Regions from separate parts of the Gossypium hirsutum genome. Here region 1 is linked to region 2. The links are chromatin contacts, called in public Hi-C maps. All regions are on one chromosome and are shown on one strand. The core of a region is the stretch at or near the end of the contact, and the rest is flanking DNA. Distances in the headings are between cores, read along the strand shown. Region 1 has its middle 13 kb from the start of LOC121208701. Region 2 holds the start of LOC107896602 (DNA replication complex GINS protein SLD5).

Region 1 (4,602 bases), core at 678-3,177, 120 kb before region 2:
AATTTTGTCTTGTAATGCTAACAACATATCTCTCAAGTTGTTCGCTTTCTTGCCCCTCCCACAGATCTCCATAGACTTAACCTGCTTGTCTACTCCTTTCTACATCTCGAACAACGCCTTTAAACACTAGCTCTAATACCAACTATCACGGGGCTAGAACTTAAGTCTGGCAAACGACGCGATCTTAGGTAATTTCTTTGCTTCAAATCCACCTAAGTCAGTCTAACTCTCGAAAGATGAGAATTCTTACAAAAATTCTCTAAGTCATTGAAAGATAGCGGAAGCAACGAAAAGCAAATGAACAACAGAAGAACTGAAAAGCTACAAGAAAGCAATGCACACAAGGTTTTTTTTAAATGCTTTCAAATATATTCTTTAACTATCAATGGGATGATTATAAATAAGGAGGAAAACCTCTATTTATAGTTGAGTTTCCTCAGATCCAATGGTACGGATCACATTACATCAACGACTGAGATTAGTGCCCATCTACAAGATGAAAGTCCTAAGGAATTTAAACTCTATGCACCTTATCCCTTAGGATTTATAATAATTACTTTGGTAACTCTAGTTTAATTGAAGTGTTTCATTGGACCACCAATGCTTCAAGTAGATGGTCTTCTCCATATATTCCACGAATCAAGCCAATTCAAGTGGACTAAATGAGCTCTATTTGATCAATTGACCTCCATGGGACGTTCCGTGTGCATTTGTCACGGGTCTTGATCCACAGTTCGTGACACTAGGTTATGCTTGATGCTTTATGATTATTGATTTATCAAAATTATTAAAAGAATTGAAGGTTTCTCCATCTTGTTAATCCATATTTAGGGTGTTTTTGCTACCATACTCTTATTTATAAAAAAAGAAATAAATAAATAAATTTTTAGTTTGTTGGTATTTAGTTGAGTAAAAATATATTACATCAATATAAAATAATAATCGAAAAAAAATTAAGGCTCCATTTGATTTCATGTAATAAAGATTATTTTCATTTTATTGGAAAATAAAAAATATTGAAAGAAATTAGTTCAGTTGAAAATTTTTAAAAATAAAAATATGTGAAAATGAAAAAAATACTAAAAAATTGTTTTCATTGTTTCTTACTAAAAATGCTTTGCAAAACTGAAAATTTGATAACACAAAATTTCATTTAAAAAATAAAAAAATATTCTTTTTTTAAAAAAAAATTTAAATATCAATAATTATAATATTTTATTTTATTTTATTTATAGAAAACAGAAACTAACTTTCTTATCATGTTTTCATTTTTTAAAACAAAATTTTCCTTTTTATTTAATTTAAAAGGAAAAAGAAAGGCTTGAGTAGCTTTTTCAGTAAAATGAATTTCTAAATGGCAAGAATAAAATGCATATATTATAAATAAATTAATTATATTTGAAAGGTAAAAGAACATAGATTTGTCAAATCCAAAAATAGTTCATTACTAAATAAACATCTAAAATCCATTTATTTGAAAAATTATCATTCATGTTGCATTTCTAAATAGTTTACAACTATTTTCCACATCCAACTTCTAAAATACAATTTCCCAAATGACATTTTACATATTTTGTCACCTTTCTCACCTCCTCTAGAGTGTTTGGCTCCTTCACCGGCAACACCACAAGAACTGTTTTCTCTCAACTCATGACTCTTTGTTACAATCTTTCCCATTTCCCTTCTTTTCTTTTCTCTTCTTCAATCATTGTCTTCAATTTGCTGCTACTACTAACTTACATAAACGAAAACACAAACTGGGTTTTGATTGTTTTGTAGGGAGATATTTTTCTTGGAATTCCAATGATTTTTGTTTCTCCTTCTTTGGGTGAGAATTGGTATTCTTTGAGTTCAAGTTTTAATGTTGATGGGCCAATGGGGATATTTCATTCATATTGCCCAATATTATAAAGATATTGACAGCTTCGTCTTGCCCGATGAGCCTTATACACCTTATCCCCCCATCTATTACATCATTATTCACTAAGGAGCCCCTCAAGTGGTGAGTTTAATTTGTTTTTATTTTACCATTGTACAAGCCAGATCCAAACTTGTTGCTTGAAAATGAATATCAAGATGAAACTCAAAATCTGATCCATCATCCATAATCACACAACTCACCTCTTTACCCCTCTGCAACGCATTATTGTACACATTTTTAATTTTTTTTATTTGTTTAGTTAGATCAAGTTTTTGTAATTTATTTGTTTAGTTAAAATAACTTTTATTTTTGTTCAATTTGTTACATAAAGCATTAGAAGAAATTACTAATAAATTCAAACAAGTTTATTAACATCACATTTTAAATCAAATCATATAATATTTTACAAACAATAAATTATATTTATTGAATTTAAATTCATAATAGCATTTATGATTGCTTTATGGCCTTTTTGATTAGAGGTGGAGCTAAGAGTGCGTTTGGTTCGCTGTATTGGATTAGAGGTGTATTGGATTAGAGGTGTATTGGAATAGAGGTGTAATAGCAAATCAACTGTTTGGTTGAATGTAATGGAATAGAGGCGTAATAGTAATCTTGTGTTTGGTTGAATGGAATAGAGGTGTAATAGCATAATGGAAAAAACTAAAATGACTAGAATACCCTTAGCATAAATTTATTTTGGTAAATGATTATTGTTTTAATAAGATTATTAATATCAATAATAAATAATTTAATCATATTTAAACATAATTATTATTAAATATATTATAATTAAAATATGTAATTTAATAAAATTCTTAATAATCAATATTCTTATATGAATTTACTCAAATCATAATATATGATACTATAAAATATAAATTAACATAATTATTATTAAATATATTATAATTAAAATATATAATTTAATAAAATTCTTAATAATCAATATTCTTATATGAATTTACTCAAATCATAATTTAATAAAATTCTTAATAATTAATATTTTTATATGAATTTACTCAAATCATAATATATGATACTATAAAAGATAATTTGAAATAATTAATATTAAAATTAACATGTAACTGTTTGTTACTCATTCTTTGTTTCTTATTCTTTTTGTTTTTGATCATGTATCAATCATTTAAACCAAATGCTTGGTTGTATTGGACAGTGTTTTATTACTTTATAAATGCATGATTTTATATACACAAATACATATGTATAGGAAAATTATCTGAATGAATGGTTAATATTTATTCAGCAAAACTTAGTATATACACACATAAATTAAGGTAAGATAATTAACTCGATATCTAGCTTGAGCAGCTCGAGTTTGTCTAAACAATACATCAAAACTTTTTATTTTGAAGCTTATAAACTTAAACAGCTTAAGTGTCTTATTTTTCATTATGCTATAAAGGGAATATAAATAAATACCAGAATTTTGATAAGAAAAATTGCAGCAAGCAAAGCAATATCCTGCTATTAAACTCACTATAAAATATGTAATATAACAAACAAAGATCTCTCAACTGATCTTTAATCTTTTTAATCATTTGTAAATAAAAGAAAAAATTACAAAAAAGAACAACCTGCAGAATGTTTGATGACAAAAACTAACAAAAATCCATGATTCAATATCAAATTCAAGATGCATTCTCCTTTTTCAGCTTAGCAAGTTCTTGCTTGATGACTCCAGACCTCTGCAAAACCGTATTACAGCTCGTCAAGCTTCGATTGATGTTTTGAGGAAGTGCTTTCAAGAAAAGAACTTTGGTATAAAACGGGTAGACACAATAGGGGGTGTATCGGAAACTGACCTTGATCTTAGCCAACATAAGCTTGAACCTATCAAAGTCGTTGAGAGATGCTCTTCTCTTCTGGACAATCAACTTTCTACCCCACGAGCTACTTTCCCATTTGTTCTTAACATCTGCAAGTTAACATAAGAGTGATAAGAAAGAAAACATATCTTCAAGAAACAACATTACAAATGCTGGTGAATGTTATCGTTGTCCTTACCAGCCTTCTCCATAGCTTCGATCAACCCATTTGTTCTTGGGAACACGTGGAATGTCAATTGTGATATCTGTCAATGTAAGCCTCTTGAAGTTCATTTGGCCTCTTACCATATCCGGGGCATCAACAAGTGCTTGCCACATTAAAAATACAGTCACTTCTTACACGTACATCTCCAAATAACACCTATAGGACTTCAACTAGACTAGTTGGTTGATAAAGGAACATTGATAATTGAGCAGACCATAATCCAAAGACTAAAACCAGTAAGATGGGTTAGTAGAAAAATTATGCAGCCAAAATCTAATGGTCACATTAAAGACATGTTTAAACCCTTCATATGACATGTGATAAAGGAAAGGGCTTTCTTACATGACCACAGGTAAGTTTGCAGGCAATTGCATGACTTGCTTCATGCAAGAATACTGTAATGAGCTTAAAAGGCAGCAACAGCACTGTTCTCCATAGCTACAACAATCAGGGGGAAACATTAGGTCAATCCATTTAAGCAAACAGAGGCAACCAGTTTAAATTCCAAAGAATGCTGTATCTTTTAACAGAAATTCAACTGCAGTGAATCCTCCTAGAAAACTCCTAAAACCTTGGCATCCTCATCCTTATGAACAACTTATGAAAATTGTTGTAAATGCCATAGC
Region 2 (4,456 bases), core at 1,131-3,630:
AAGAAAGATGCAAACCAACAAATCAGAAATCCAATTTCTCATGGAAAATACTCTCCAGTACCACACATTGCTCAAGAAATCCTCAAATTCCCTTCAAAAGATTCGTCCTTTAAGCAGATCCAACAATTCATTGGAATTGTTAACTATCTTAGAGATTTTATTCCTAAAGTTTCTAAGTATATTAATCCTCTGCAAAAGCTACTCAAAAAAGACCCTCCTCCATTGTCTTCTTCTCAGACAAAAGCTCTCCAAAGATTGAAGGAAATTACCCAGGATTTACCTCCACTACAAATCCCTTCAGATGGAGAGAGAATTTTACAGACAGATGCCAGTGATAAATACTGGGGAGCAATCTTGCTTGAAAAAAGAAATGGAAAAAGACAACTCTGTGGATACAAGAGTGGAAGATTCTCAGAAGCAGAAATTCATTACCACTCCACATTCAAGGAGATTCTTGCAGTTAAAAAAGGTATGGCAAAATTCAAATTCCATCTTCTGGGTTATCATTTTCTAGTAGAAATGGATATGTCTTCATTCCCAAAAATGCTCAAATTCAAATAGAAAACTGTCCCTCACCCACAACTCTTAAGATGGGTAGAATGGTTTTCTAAATTCAGTTTTGATGTTAGACATATACCAGGAAAACAAAATGTTCTCGCTGATCTACTTTCCAGACCGAAAGAAAATCCAGAAGTCTTTGCCTATAAAAGAGTTTTTTGGCCTAGATCAATCATGATGTACAGACCCTATTCCTCATCATCAACCTCTCCTACCCCATACACTGTCACTCCCAATCTTCACCCTGAATACCCTTCAGAAGTTTTTTCTCTTGTAGAAAAAAATTGTTTTCATCAGAAAGCTAGAGACATGATGTTTGAGTACTAGATTCAAGTTTTCAAAAATTTTGGGGGACTTATTCTTAAACCTTGGGGAATTCATCCAGATTATCCTTTTATACACCCAATAAGGTTTAAATTTGTTGAACAACCAAATGAATTAAAATGGTTCTTATGGTATTTCACTTATCTTTACCATATTGCCATACAGTTCGACACCCCTGATCTTCTCTACTACTTGAAAAAAGCCATCAGAGGAAACATTGAACCAGAACACCAAAATTTCTTTACTTTCCTTAGTTGGTTCCATCCTTTCCCACAATGGCTCCAGATCATTGAGCAGCATTGCAATCAGAAAAAAGGTAATTATGGAAGTTATATGATTATAATCTTCCATAAGCCTCAATACTTTGTCAAATGTGGAAAAGCAACCCAGCTCAATTCCTTTCCTACTTCATGGATCCATAAATCTCTTGAAAATGAAGTCTTCAAAGATGATGTTCAATATCGGGAATTACAAAAGTTTCTTTGCCAGCTCAACAGGATTATTCCATTTGAGATATGGCCACCTCCAGATATTGATGCACCATGGGACACCTGGCCAAGGACATACACACCTTATCATGAAGCAGTCCTAAAGACTCTCCGTGAATATCATGAAGGAATTCTTGACCCCACAGAATGGTCTCAAGATTACCCGTGGCAATACAGCCAAATCAGTCTTGCTAAGATAGAATTACACGATGAAAAAGAAAAAGGAAAAGATGAAGAAATGACCTGCTGCAGTGAAGATTCCATGGATAGTGCTCAGCTTCCCCATTCAAATGTAAACAGCTGAAAACCACTTGTCCGGAATCTTGCTTTAAATAATTAAAGTATTTTGCTTTATGTCAAATAATGTCTGATATCAGTCCTGTTTTTACTTTATGTACTGTTTACTTTATGCTTTAATGACTGATCCTTATCCAAAGTACTGTTTATTATTTTGTTGTATTACATCTCCTTCAGCTATAAAAGGAGGATGTATTCTCATTGTAAAAACCACAAAGAAGTTTTATAAAAATCCAGTGTGTTTTTCTACTTATGGCTTTCTAAAGTTTTTCCTTTTCTCTGAATCATCTTCTTCTTAGAAAGTTTCAGATGAGTTTATAAAGAGTTTACAATAAAGTATGCTCTGTGCTTGCCATATAATGGATCCTGCACATCAGAAATATTGAAATTCTGATCAACAATACTTATATTGATATGGATAGCATATGTCTCTTGAATTAAGGCTTTGTTGCTAAAAGGCAGTGCCTGTTGAATAACCCGTGTGGATGAAAGGTTTAAGTTTTGGCATAGCATACTTGCAACAATTCCTTCTTTTTTACAATCCCTGTGTTTATCCATACCCGTATTGGTATTAATAATTAATAATTATATATCTAATAGATATAGCCTTTATCAAGAGAGAGATTCCCCTTTGGCTATTCGTTTGAGTGGATAAGACGCCATCAAAGCCGTCCGTTTTTAACCAGGCAATCCAATGGTGTTAGACTCACGAACAAAAGCGTCATGTGCTGGTCTTGGAAACACTCGATCCTTTTCTTTTGCTTTTGGCGGCAACTCCGGTCGCATTTTTTCGTCTAAATTGAAAATTTCTCTGGTTAAGTAGTCATTTTAGATTCGATTCAGAACCCTAGAAAAAGAGAGATAGAATGGCGTCGGGTGCCGGAGACTGGTCGGCGGAACAGATCGATGATTACGAGACGTTAATTTCGACGACCGATGTGGAGCTCTTGAAGAGAGCATGGCGTAATGAGAAAGCGTCTCCTGAGATCCTTCCTTTCGAGGAAGCTCTGGTTAAAAGAGCTAAAGAGCAGATCCAGTTGATGGTACTATTTCTCAATCTCATACATAACCCTCTCTCTCTGTTTGTTTTTGGGGAAATTCTGCATTGACAAATAAAGATTAACCTATAATTATTCTCAATTATACGTTTCTATTTTTTTTTTGTTTGCTTCTATTTACGTTATTTACTGGAATGTCGAAACGTTTTCGATCTGGATTTTTTTTTAATATTTAAGAGAGAAGTTAATCTTAATTGAATACTTGTAGGAACTGATTTTGAGATTAAATTGAAAGTTAACCTATTGTAACATATTAATTAAGGTTTACAATTTTCTCAATAGGTAGAATTTAACTCTATAGTTGCAATTTCAGCTTTAGTGCCCAAAATTTCTCCGGATTTTGAACTCGATGAAAAAAAAATCGAAGTCCTGTCGAAAAATTATTCCTTTTCTTTGAGACTGAATTGGTGCAAAAATTTGCAGGAGGAAACAGTAGACGACTTTGCAGAAAGTGGTCATGATCCTCTCATTGCATCACTGTATCAGATGGACCTGGATAGGGCTCAATTTTTGCTGAGATCTTATCTTCGGGTTCGGCTGCAGAAGGTGGACTTCTAATTCTCCCTGTCTGTTTTCTTTTGGTTTTATCTTCAGCTTGTGTTGTTCCTGGGAAAGCTGAAAAATGATACTATTCTTCGAACGGAGTTTGAGATCAATTGAACCATTCTGGTTCTGCCATTTACTGATTTCTGTATGAATTGCTGCCTGAAATCTCTTATATTTTCTCATTGAATTTCTGGGTCATGATGTTGGTGCAGATTGAGAAATTCATGTTTCATATCTGGAAAATGGATACTTATAGGAACCGGCTTTCAATAGAAGAGGAAAAGTTTACCGAAAGGTAAAAGGCTCTGAGAGTTGAATTATATTTATTAAGTTTATTTGGCAAACTTGGTTTAAAACTCCATATTCTGGGTATAGATGAGCATCTTAATATATCCGAAAAGTTATCTTTAAAATTTGATTTCATGGTTTCAGGTGTATTCGTGATATTGGGAAACATCTTGAAGAAACTGTTCTGTCAAAATTGCCTGATAATTATCAGTCTGTATTAAAGCAGTCGATTATAAGTGAAGAAGATGATATGGGTAATTGAAATGATCTTTTCTCCAACATTTACACTTTCTTGATAAGGCATCACTTTTCCTGTTCAGGTTTCATCTGTACTTTGAAGTTAATGGCTTGTGGTGCTTGGAATGACAAGAACAGGAAATCCTTGGTTATGCCAGTAAACCATGTTATTCCAACCCTTAAATTTTCTTGAAGTATCATGTCCAGTACAGATGGGGAAATGATCTTTGAAATATATAGAAAAAATCAGAAGAAAAAAAAAATATAGTCATGTCAAACAAACACTTGAGTTTGAGTGACATAACTAGAAAGTAATTCATGTGCATGTATTTTGTTTACTGTCATTACATTGCAATTTGTAACTAGTTCTTTTTTAGGTTTACACCTTAACAGGCTTTAGTTTGTTTTTCTTGAGTGATTTCTGTTCAAGTACTTGGAACTTGTGGTTGATTTGAAAACAAAGTCCACTCATTGACTGCAATTTTGTTTACAATTTGCCAATTGATTATTGATTTATGTCTATGATTTTCAGTTCCAGAGCCACAACTAGACACATTTATTGTTGCCAAATGCGAGAGAGCAACAAGGCCTTTGTACCTTGATGGCAGCAGGCAATCTGCAAGCTTTGATAGCAGGCAATTCGCTATTCTCACTTGTTTA

What was found. Hi-C and Micro-C count contacts between places; a contact is called where the count stands out from the background.
Region 1: a contact with region 2 is called in a Hi-C map of leaf, with 2.2 times the contacts expected there. The contact joins the enhancer-like site here to the promoter of LOC107896602 in region 2. A contact is called at or near these places in 18 of 34 Hi-C or Micro-C datasets (anther, callus, cotyledon and 5 more).

What each region holds. Positions count from the first base shown.
Region 1 is chrA10:101,766,781-101,771,382 of Gossypium_hirsutum_v2.1, reverse strand. It overlaps the pseudogene LOC121208058. Among protein-coding and RNA genes, the nearest start is that of LOC121208701, 13 kb to the right of the region's middle. Within about 2 kb of position 1,927, at least 1 of the 9 cell types and tissues checked has an H3K27ac peak or open chromatin away from gene starts, as enhancers often do. A contact at or near this core is called in leaf, where this site is marked.
Region 2 is chrA10:101,643,214-101,647,669 of Gossypium_hirsutum_v2.1, reverse strand. It overlaps LOC107896602 (DNA replication complex GINS protein SLD5), which reads left to right and starts at 2,380. Exons shown (of 6, transcript XM_016821805.2): 1 at 2,380-2,710; 2 at 3,149-3,271; 3 at 3,484-3,566; 4 at 3,704-3,813; 5 at 4,329-4,431. The coding sequence starts at 2,534.